Linked DNA regions of Mus musculus: all the other regions are linked to region 1. The links are chromatin contacts, called in public HiChIP or PLAC-seq and promoter capture Hi-C maps. All regions are on one chromosome and are shown on one strand. The core of a region is the stretch at or near the end of the contact, and the rest is flanking DNA. Distances in the headings are between cores, read along the strand shown.

Region 1 (3,395 bases), core at 593-3,092:
CTCCGCCGCTTCCTGCCGACCGGCACGGCGATCCAGGACCGCGCCTTAACCCCGCGCCTCCCTGCCGCTCGGGACTGCCAGCCATTTCGCACGCACCCGAGAGCTGGCAAAGCTAGCACCCCGGAGGCCTTGCCTTCCCCCCCCCCCCCCGCTCCCCGCTCGCGAAGCGCCTCTCTGCACTGCTGCGTGAGGGGCGGGAGCCAGGGGAGTCTTTTTTTTTCCCCCTCCTCTGGGGTGTTCGAGCCAGCCCGCGCAGCCGGAACCCCGGAGCTGTGTGGTTCCGTCGCTTCCCAATCTCCGAACCCAACAGCTGCGGAGAAAACAGACGCCCAAGGGATGGAAAATGAATTCGTCTCCGCAGCAGTGGGAGGTGGCAGCCGAATTAAATGCTTTCCTAGTGGCCTTATCTAGGGACCTAGACTGGAATTCTGGGTGGAGATTGTGAGGGGCGGGAGGGATGTACCCCGGAAAGGAGAGAGAAGCAAAAGCCTGGAGACTAATAGGAAAGGTGCAGGGAGGTGTGTGTGTGTGTGTGTGTGTGTGTGTGTGTGTGTGTACCTGAAAACTGATTTGCCCTCCCCCATTAAAAATGTCAAGACTGTTTTCTCAAAATGCATGATTTACCTGATTTGAGAATGCTCCCCAGCCAATTCCCCATGCTGGAACAACGGGACTTGTGAGTGACAGAGTACCACCATACCCGAAGTGATTCAATCTCTCTTCCCCCGTCTCTTTGGATGGGACTTTTCGCCAAGTGAACATAGCCTTCTTTATTAGCAAGCTCACCCCAGACTGCAAGGCCTTCTTCCTTTCTAGAGATGTGAGGTCTTAAGAGTCCAAAGGACTCGGTGTTCAGGACTCTTACTACGGTCCTGGGTCCTGGAGTAGCTAGGGGAACCGAAAGATAGCATCTCTGCTGAGAGGGACAGAATTAGGACCAAAACTTCACAAAGCTGCAAAACTAAAATCAAGGGCGTGTTCGGGTATACCACGGAGGGCTTTAAATGTCAAGATAGATCCAGTCGCCGCCTACTAACAGTGGTAAAACATTTATTGGGCACTTTCTGGACTTGTTCGTGAGTTAATGATCCTAAGAAGTGGAACTGGTATTTTAAGCCAAACCGATGCTTCCGAAGTTAAGTGACTTAACTTGGCACTTTTATGCAGGCCAGAGTCTGCAAAGTCACATGAACTTGTTCTGGTGACATTTTTTTCTTTCACTTAGCCAGGATGTTTAAAAGGTAGACAGAGGGAGGGCAAGTGTTTCCACCAAGCCTGAGCCTACACCCTGCCTAGTTAGAAGAAAGGTCCAGCCTGGGACAGATAGGTGAGCTTGATTTTAGTCCCAGAGGTAAAAAGCCTGTTGTTTGCATCAGCGAAAGGATGGCTTCCAGAGCTCACATATGGGAGTTGCTGGGGAGGGGAAGGGTGGTCTCTGTCTGTCGAGGGCCGGGCAAAGGTAGCCAGATGGGGGCTACCCCGTGCGCCCCCGCCCCCCGGGAATATGGGATGTCGCGCGAGCCAGTAGAAGCAACGGGCCCGGAGTTGTGGTATAAATTTATGTCCATAATCTGACCTCTGGAAGTTGGAGGCTGGAGGACCGAAGAGTGGTCAGCAGTGCACCCGTTGGGAATGCGAGCTGCACCTGGGGTGTACCAGGGATGAAGGAAGATGGGCGGGCAGTAAACCAGAACAAGGGCGGGGTGCTTAGGGAAGCACCGATCAAAAGCAGTGCGGGCGGAGAGGCTGTGAGTTGGGAGCAGGTTGGGGGGGGGGGCAGGGAAGTGGTGAAGAGGCTGCCCTGCAGTCAGCACCAGGGTCCTGGGCGTCTGAGCCTAACTTGCCTGGTGCGGTTCTCTTCCCCGCTGCCCGCCCGCGCAGGTGCCGCCGCCGGACGGGACTCTAAGATGAAGTTATGGGATGTCGTGGCTGTCTGCCTGGTGTTGCTCCACACCGCGTCTGCCTTCCCGCTGCCCGCCGGTAAGAGGCTTCTCGAAGCGCCCGCTGAAGACCACTCCCTCGGCCACCGCCGCGTGCCCTTCGCGCTGACCAGTGACTGTAAGAACCGTTCCCTCCCCGGGGGCATCATCCGGCGGACCCCAGGGCACCCTACCGCAGCATGCACGCACGCAGTCACCCGGGCCAGCCGGGAAGGTTGTGCGCCTCTCCACTAAGTGGGAAGGGCTGGGAGGCCCTTAAGGGTACTCAGCTGCATGCCGCTGCCCAAGGGTTTCCAGGCGCCTTGCAAATACAGAGGATGTGGAATAGTGTCCCTTTATCATTCTCATCAACAAATATCCCACTATCGCCACCATCACAACCACAACCAGGGCACACACACATTGCCCCCAACCCCTTACTTCCCTGCCCCTCTAAGAATACACAGCAGGATCTTTCTTTTAAGGCTATTTTACTGTGCCTTGCTAAAACCCTCTTGCATTTTCATCCTGAACTGCACTTGCAAGGAGTTTTGTGAGAAAGGCCAGCCAGAGAGAAAACACAGAAGGACCTCCATTTCCAGAGCTAGCATCTGCCTAGTGTCAATTCTGTTCAGAAGAGTTCTGCTATAGGAAGAGTCCAGGGTGACTAGTGCAAAGTGGACTGAAAGGGAGAAACGTTCAGAATGCACAGTGCTAACTCAAAAACAACAACCACAACAAACGCAGGGTACTCTTAAAACAAGTCTGTGATTTACTGCTCCAAAGCTAATGCCTTCTAGAAGCGAGCAATTACAACCTATCCTCCAGTCCTCAGAAGTCCATACGGGTAAAGTCAGATAGACAGGAAAGGAGTTACAGAGAAAATGAAAGTATCTAGGTTAAAAGGTGGCAACAGAAAAGTTGATACAATCTCAAAATACTCAGCGGCCACCCACCTCACCCCTTAGAACGAGTGGCTTTGAAGGTTTGCATTTGAAGTGCCCTGTGGTTATGACCACCAGGGAAAGCTTGAGTCAGCCCAGGACGTACAGAAACCCTTGGCCCTGGACAAGAAAACAGGCAGAATGTGGCAAGTGTTTCATTTCAACAACAAAAATGGCTTCTTGTATAAGGGTCAAAAAGGGGCGGGGGGGATAGAATTTTATAAGGATTTTGGGAGTGATTTGTGGTTTAAAAGGAACGTAGTTGGTCCCTTGAAATTCAGACCCAGACCTGTCAATTAAACTCATCTTTAAAGAGCCTCACTTCAATCCCAAGCTTAGGGCGTACAAATATTTCTCTGATTGAAATTCTAAATGCCCTCTGTTGTTGTCTTCATTTAACCATTGCAAAAGGGCAAACCAAAGGGACAGGGGCAGAGTGGCAGATAATAATAGTTCTCAAATTCAGGTATCAGTGGAGAGAACTCTGACTGTTTGATTGCATTCTGATTAATTCATGGGGGTTTAATTGCTA
Region 2 (3,395 bases), core at 301-2,800, 420 kb before region 1:
GAGATATCTCCTAGGATCGAAGGCAACCGCCCCAAACTCCAGACTGATCCTGGAGCAGTAAGACATATTTGAACATGCAGATGGGAACCTGCCAAGATTATTTTCTTTGCACTCTGATAAATTTTCCTGGTTTGCTTCCTTCTTGTAGAAACATTTGGGAGGGCAGACTCCACTTTCTTGTAGAAACATTTGGGAGGGCAGACTCCACTTTCTGTGAGTTTTGCAGGCTGAATTAAAATAATTAGATTGTTTTCCATTGTTCAGAAGACATAATTAATCCCATAAGACAACCCCACTTGTAAAGTAAGCTAAGAAAAAGCAGATTTTTTTTTCACAATTCTAAATATGGTCCGGGCCAACAAAGAATAAAAATCGTTACCCAGAAGCAACGCTAGGAACTTTATTATTTAAACTGTTCCACTTTCCCTCATGACACAGCCAAATCAATGTTGATAAAAACATACTTTTTACCTAGAAGAAATGTGAGTTTTTGTGGTGTTGCCTTCTCTCTGATCCTTTGTACTAGCTAGCCTACAGTGCATATATATCTTTGTTTGGACAGCAGTGCTAAGACAGGAGTTCTAAAAGAGATCAGGTTAACCCACTGTGGGCTGCTTTCTGCACAAACAGCCCGGGGCTGCAAGAGAATCCCAACAACAGAGAAAGTGCAGGTCCGTACCCAGTGCTTAGACAGGACCAGAGCCAGGAAAGGGGGCTCCCAGCAAACCTTCAGACACTCAACAGGAAATGGCTGGGCTCTAGGCAGTATGAGTCCAATAAGATGTTCAAAGAAGCAGGAGGAGCTGTTGAAAGTCCTCTGCGCTCTCTCAGTCCTGTGTAACCGAGACAGAGCTATAGCTGCCCGCCCACCCCCCCAACCCCCAACTTTTCGCAGTCCGTGGTTCCACACAGAACCCACCACCTCCTAGCTCTGGAAAACAAATCGTTTCTTTTAACAAACAATATCCTTGGGACTGCCTGGGCTGGGGGAGGGCGAGGCTCGTGCCTCGGCTGAGCTCTGCGCAGAGGCTAGGCAGGCTGAGCCCACGCTGGTGAGCAGAGAGCGGCTGCCTGCTCTGCGAACCCCACCAAAGGCCGGGACCGGGGTGCTCCGGGCACCCCGGCTCCGGGCGCACTGAGTGCTTTACCTGATTTTCGCAGAGCCGTTCGGAGTGACACAGCGCCGGGTGGGAGGCTGCAGGCCAGGAGCAAGAAATGGAGCGAGAAGGTTGAGATTAAATCCATCTCACCAACGGCGTCTGCAAAGTTTCCCCAAGTCCCGGGCGCGCAGGGAAAGGGCGTCTCCTGGGGGACGCGGGGAACGCCAGTGACGCGAGGATGAGAAGGTGGGAGACCCAGGGAGCTGAACCAGGAGCCACTCGGGAGTCCGAGGAGGCAAGGCAGCAGTTGGGAAGCTGGCGTGCTTGAGCGGAGCGGGCTCGCAGCGGCAAGGCTTTTCGGGGCTGGGGAGTGGACGCTGAGAGCCGAGGGGAGGGACGCACTGGCCGCCGGAGGGAGGGCGGCTCGACCCGCAGGAGATGGAATTACAATCTAGTGGAAGAACGAGGGGCAGGGTCTGAATCAATTCACTCCGCGCCCACCTCCGGCGCCGACAGCCCCCAGCTCAGCCCTTCCCCGCGGGTGACCTAGATTGGGGGCCGGGGTGGGACCGACTTCGACACTCGCCCGGTGTTCCTTGACTCAGACTGCGGGCCCAGGGTCCTCGGCTGGATCCTAACCCTTAACTTTTGGTTTGGTGCTTCGGTTTCGCTGGCTGGACCTTTCTTCCCCCATACCCCTCTAGGTGGCTTGCTCCCAGTTTAAACCACTTTTCCTAATACCTCAAAGGTTTCTCTACTCTGTAGAGCACTCTTGGAAGAAGCGCAAGGGAGGGGCTGTAATTTTCAAGCAGGGAGGAGGAGGGCGGGGCTGGCCAAGTCTTGGGTGCTAAGAAGATAAATGGGATTTAAGGCGCACAGATGGAGAGCTGAGGCTAGGCCACTCAGAGGCAAAGGCCAAATGAAGATTAGGGACTGGTGCCTGGGGGCCAGGTCCCCTTCTGGTGGTGGGTGGCAACTTTAGACACCCCCCCTCCCCCGAAAAAGAGAAAAAAGTCCAGGTTATTGTGGCAAAGTCTAACTTCTTTGGGGCTGAGAAGGTCCTCTATAAAGGGAGCGCTTGCGGCCAGGCCGGGACTGGGGAGTAGGGGCAATGCGGGAGCCAGCATTTAGCTCCCTAGCTGAGGAAAGACCCCCTCCCTTCCCAAGAGATCTGTGCAGCTGGCTGGAGTTTACAGTACTGCCCCAAAGGGTGTGAGCTCCCGAGCAAACTGGCTTTCTGACCCCAAGCCTTCGTGAAAACAGATACAATAAATAATCTAAAAGGAAAACGAGCCCTCGCCAGAATCCTGGAAAAGATCAAAGGCCCTAGGAAGTGCCCCGCAGATAGAAACTGTGGTCACTGGCAAACGTCTGAGGGTGATCGCCACGCCCCACCTGGCAGAGCAGCTTCCTGGCCCCTTGTTAATCTTCCATTAGGAGAGCTGAGTGTTGTCCTGTGATTTCTACCCTGGATCTTTCCCCTACCCCCACCCCCACCCATGAACCTAGTCCTGTTAGCAAGGTTGGAATATAGTTCCTTACACGTTGGTATTTTCAGGTGTGTAATTGTTCCATAAATAAATTCAAAGTCCTCTACAACTTGAGTAGCTGAAGTCTGAGTCCAGGGCCACTGGAGTTTCTTAAACCAAACTAGTGCAGGAACGTCCAGACGGCACTACATTTATGAGGTGAAAACACGTAGGGAAACCAGGCAAGGTGACTCTGCAGAGATATGCTCTGTTACACTACATTAGACCCATAGGATCACTGAGGCCACTAAAGGTCATCCTTGCTGCCCCCATGACACACAGGAATCTACTTTGAGTTGCCTTGGCACGGCATGCCACCCCCGTTCTGGATCAGACAGCTCCTATAAATACTGACTTTTGACACTGAAGGTCTTGGCGTGTACTGAAGGAAGCCAGTGCCCTAATGCAGAATCGTCCCTCATTGTTTTTCACTTTCTCACTTAAAAATGTCTCCCTGTCATGGCATTGGGTCAGAGGCTGAGCCAGTCATTGGTTAGAGCCCCACCCCTGATACTATATTCTACCATACAGGTGCCTAGCATAACTAGTGCTCTCTGGTGCACCAATTTCAGTAAATAGTAACCATGAGTGTAAGACTAACATCGGTATGATGTCTCCTGGGTACAGGACCCTCTCTAAGGTGCCTTTAATTCCCATAGCAACCACACCAAGAAGGTACATTGTTAGCATTATCCCCATTTCACAGCCAAGGAGACTGAATCAGGGGAAGGCTGCATAACCCACCCAAACTCATGCACCCCCCCTC
Region 3 (3,395 bases), core at 633-3,132, 280 kb before region 1:
AATGAGACAGATCTCTATCTCTGTCTCTCTGTCTCTGTCTGTCTCTCTCTCCATACACACACACACACACACACACACACACACACACACACACACACACACACACACACAGAGAGAGAGAGAGAGAGAGAGAGAGAGAGAGAGAGACAGAGAGACAGAGACAGAGAGACAGAGACAGAGACAGAGAGACCTAAAGAATCTGGGACATAAAATAGAGATGAGAAAATAGAGAGAAGATGTTTCTGTAAGGAAGTCTTTGTGTAAATCTGTGTGTCAAACTCTTCCTTCCTTCCCAAGGGGTGAGGTGAGGGACTCTTCTGGAATTTTTCTTGAACCCCCTTCCTAGAGCCTGATGTGTTCCTGATGTGGGCGATGGTGCCCATGATTCAGAGGAAGGGTCTGTAGAACCCTGAAGTGGTTTTAGATGAAGAAAGCTGGGTCCGCCCGGGAAGAATACCACACATCATGAGGTGGCTGGGATATTTGCCTGTCAGACAATAGTGATGTGTTCCTGGATTGTGAGGCCATCTAGGGAGGGGAGGAGACTCTGATGCCAAGTTAGAAGAACCAGACTGAATTGGGACAACAAAGAGACTGTCTTTTAAATTCCAAATTTTAAAAAAGCCTCCTGAAGCTTCAAACAGCCATTTAAGGAAGTGGATGTATTCATTCGGTTTGTCACTTTTGAAACAGGATCTTACTATAATGTTGGTTGGCTGGGAATCCCTTTGTATACCAGGCTGGCCTTGAACTTACTAAAATCCTTCCATCTCGGTCTCCTGAGTACTGGTGAGACAATTGTAACAGTAGAGTAATAAATAGGACAGAAAGTGAGGACTGGATGGCTACACGCAAAATCTGAAAAATTGTCAGAAAACAAACCCAAACTATAAAAGCCCAAACCTGTTGGCAAAGAGGAAGCCTGGAAATTCCCACCCAAGCCACCTGTAGAAGCCACTGGCACAAGCTCAAAGGCACTCAAGGTGACCTGTGACACATTATAGTATGAAAAAAAGACCTGTTTAGGTGGAGCATTTGGTACTGAGGAGACGTAAGTAGAGTTGAATCTAGAACTGCATGCAACAGAACACATTTGAGAAGGCTTCCCCATACAAATAACCCAGATCACCCATGAAATGTAATATAAAAGCCCCCATCCCTTATTAGTGACTACCTGGTGGGGTAACCCCACCTGTCTAGCCTAACCCTTGGAAGTGTTTTTCTTAATAGACAGCCTCTGCTTCTGCTGTTGTCCACCTGACTTTCTTGAACTCTTGCTCCGGGACAGAAGAGATCTGATCCCCTCTAGAGGTGCCTGCTAATGCCCAAATGCCACCAGTAACATTTGGTTTACAGTGTGAGCCACCTGCCTAGCTACTGAGATTCAAAGGGCGAATTGATATTTGAGCCTAGTGCTACACGGGCATACACAGATATATACACACACATGTATGAACAAATGAATGCACACACCCTAGAGATGTCATGTGGGAGGACCTACAACTTGCTCCTGCTGGTAGCTAAGGTAAAGGACACACCAAGTTGTTCTGTCCCAGAATTGCAGGCAAGAGTTATCATATGCGTAGAGAGATACCACTGCCATTGCCTGTAAGTAGTGGATCATCTGATATGAATGTCATCTCAGGCAGCTAGGGTAGATGTGCACACAACCCCAGCACACTCTCCTCACACTGGCAAGGTGGGGTGGAATGACAGGACTACCTCCCATGCTGGAGGATAGAGAGAGCAGCTTCATGGACACCATTTGATACTGTCACTAGAATTGACCATACAAGCCACCAACATCAGGACAAGGTGTTTATTCTTGGGGTTTCAGAAAGCTCTGACAACAAAGAGGAGAGAGTTTTGCAAGATGTTTTAAATACCAGGAAATGCACACTGTGAGAGCACCAGGGTCTTTGTTAATCAAGGTCAGTGTATGCAATGGAAAAGGCTGTTTTCATCAATCTTTAACCTAGTGTGTCAGGAAACTGGATAGGCGACTTTTTCCTTCGTATTTTTTTTTTAACTTTTCATAAAGTCTCAATAAATCAGGTTCCAACTGACTTGTAAATTTCTAGGCAATTCACATATCGCTCCCCACACTCAGCCTTGGCCCTCTGCCCCTTGCACTTGCAGAAACCACATAAACACATCAACAGATGCAGGTTCCTCTCAAGGACAGGCTGCTGCATTCTTCAGATAACTGACTCTGCTTGAAAAGCCACCATTGTCCTAGCCAGCCATTCATACCACCCAGCTTGACCAAGGCTCCTCCAGAATCACCCATTTCAGCCCGCAGGGGCTTGGAGCCTGCCACCCCGGAGGGAGGTAACAGCTAGTATGGGGGTGGGGCGAGGTCAGGTCACTAATTCATCTTGGGGGGTTACTAACTTTGAAGCACACTGAAGGCTGCTTCAGTGTTAACATTTCCAAGGGGAAAGCACAAACACCCAGCTCTCAAGCCATCAAATTTTTCTTTGGAGAGATAACCACTTTTGACTCGGAAGACAAATATTAAATATAAAAATATCCAATCCAAACAGAAAACAGAGCAGCCCTTTGCCAGCCGCACGATCTTGGTGGTCTCCAGGTGAAAGGAAAGTAGCGTACACGTAAAGAGATGTTTCCCACTTTGTTTTTAGAAAGTTCCTTTTTTCTACACCTCTCAAAGGGTAGGTAGCTACTTACATACACAAGCTCATCTGACCAAAGCAAATCCTGCTTATAAGTGCTGAAACACTGAGGAAAGATAAATATAAAATGTGTCATTAGCAAGAAGCCCCCAAGCAAAAGAAATGCCCCCAGTCCTGAATTCAGCAGAGGGAAAACGTGCTTAAGGAATTTCTAGAAAGCAATGGAAAAATAATGGTGCTCTTATAGGTTTTGGGAGCTATTTGCTAGGTGGCCGCTCCACGCACCTCTCCCTGCTAAAAAATTACAGCAGAATGCTACAGAGAAAGAGCAAAGTTTGCACTGTGTGTTTGCATTCAAAATGACAGTTCTAGTTGTAAAACTTATCATAAAACCTTAAAAGAAGTAGCTGGAGAGATGGCTCAGTGGTTAAGAACACTGACGCTCTTCCAGAGGACCTGGGTTCAATTCCCAGTCCCCACATGACAGCTTACAATCTGACATCCTCAAACAGACATATATGCAGCAAAAGAGAAATTCCCATACGATAAAAAGAAAGGAAGAAAGAAAGAAAGAGAGAGAGAGAGAGAGAGAGAGAGAGAGAGAGAAAGGAAGGAAGGAAGGAAGGAAGGAAGGAAGGAAGGAAGGAAGGAAGAAACCTTGAAAGAGTAAAGTGTCAAGAGCCAGATTTTGTGTTTTTCCTCCTGCCAAAGCCTCTGTTAGAAACCTCTCTCTCTCTCTCTTTCTCTCTCTCTCTCTCT

Evidence for each region. Promoter capture Hi-C pulls out the DNA fragments that hold promoters and counts their contacts. HiChIP or PLAC-seq counts read pairs in DNA pulled down with a chosen protein or histone mark.
Region 2: a contact with region 1 is called in a promoter capture Hi-C map of embryonic stem cells, with 99 read pairs. The contact joins the promoter of Egflam here to the promoter of Gdnf in region 1. A contact is called at or near these places in 14 of 39 promoter capture datasets (the 3T3-L1 cell line, 3T3-L1-derived adipocytes, cranial neural crest and 4 more), 1 of 15 datasets of contacts at CTCF or cohesin (stem cell-derived epiblast-like cells), 25 of 484 Hi-C or Micro-C datasets (differentiating embryonic stem cells, embryonic stem cells, nephron progenitors and 1 more), 10 of 115 datasets of contacts at active chromatin or transcription factors (embryonic forebrain, embryonic stem cells, neural tube and 1 more) and 1 of 9 other capture datasets (embryonic stem cells).
Region 3: a contact with region 1 is called in an H3K27ac HiChIP or PLAC-seq map of embryonic stem cells, with 3 times the contacts expected there. The contact joins the enhancer-like site here to the promoter of Gdnf in region 1. A contact is called at or near these places in 7 of 39 promoter capture datasets (cranial neural crest, embryonic stem cells, frontonasal cranial neural crest and 3 more), 1 of 15 datasets of contacts at CTCF or cohesin (the NIH/3T3 cell line), 4 of 484 Hi-C or Micro-C datasets (the NIH/3T3 cell line, Sertoli cells, embryonic stem cells and 1 more) and 9 of 115 datasets of contacts at active chromatin or transcription factors (the NIH/3T3 cell line, craniofacial prominence, embryonic hindbrain and 3 more).

Annotation. Positions count from the first base shown.
Region 1 is chr15:7,813,708-7,817,102 of GRCm38.p6, forward strand. Gdnf (glial cell line derived neurotrophic factor) reads left to right here and starts at 1,843. Exons shown (of 2, transcript NM_001301357.1): 1 at 1,843-2,058. The coding sequence starts at 1,908.
Region 2 is chr15:7,396,840-7,400,234 of GRCm38.p6, forward strand. Egflam (EGF-like, fibronectin type III and laminin G domains) reads right to left here and starts at 1,551. Exons shown (of 22, transcript NM_178748.6): 1 at 1,149-1,551. The coding sequence starts at 1,245.
Region 3 is chr15:7,529,234-7,532,628 of GRCm38.p6, forward strand. The region is part of intron 1 of Gm41264 (a long non-coding RNA gene); the gene reads right to left. Among named protein-coding and RNA genes, the nearest start is that of Gm41264, 31 kb to the right of the region's middle. Within about 2 kb of position 1,883, at least 21 of the 459 cell types and tissues checked have an H3K27ac peak or open chromatin away from gene starts, as enhancers often do. A contact at or near this core is called in Sertoli cells and embryonic stem cells, where this site is marked.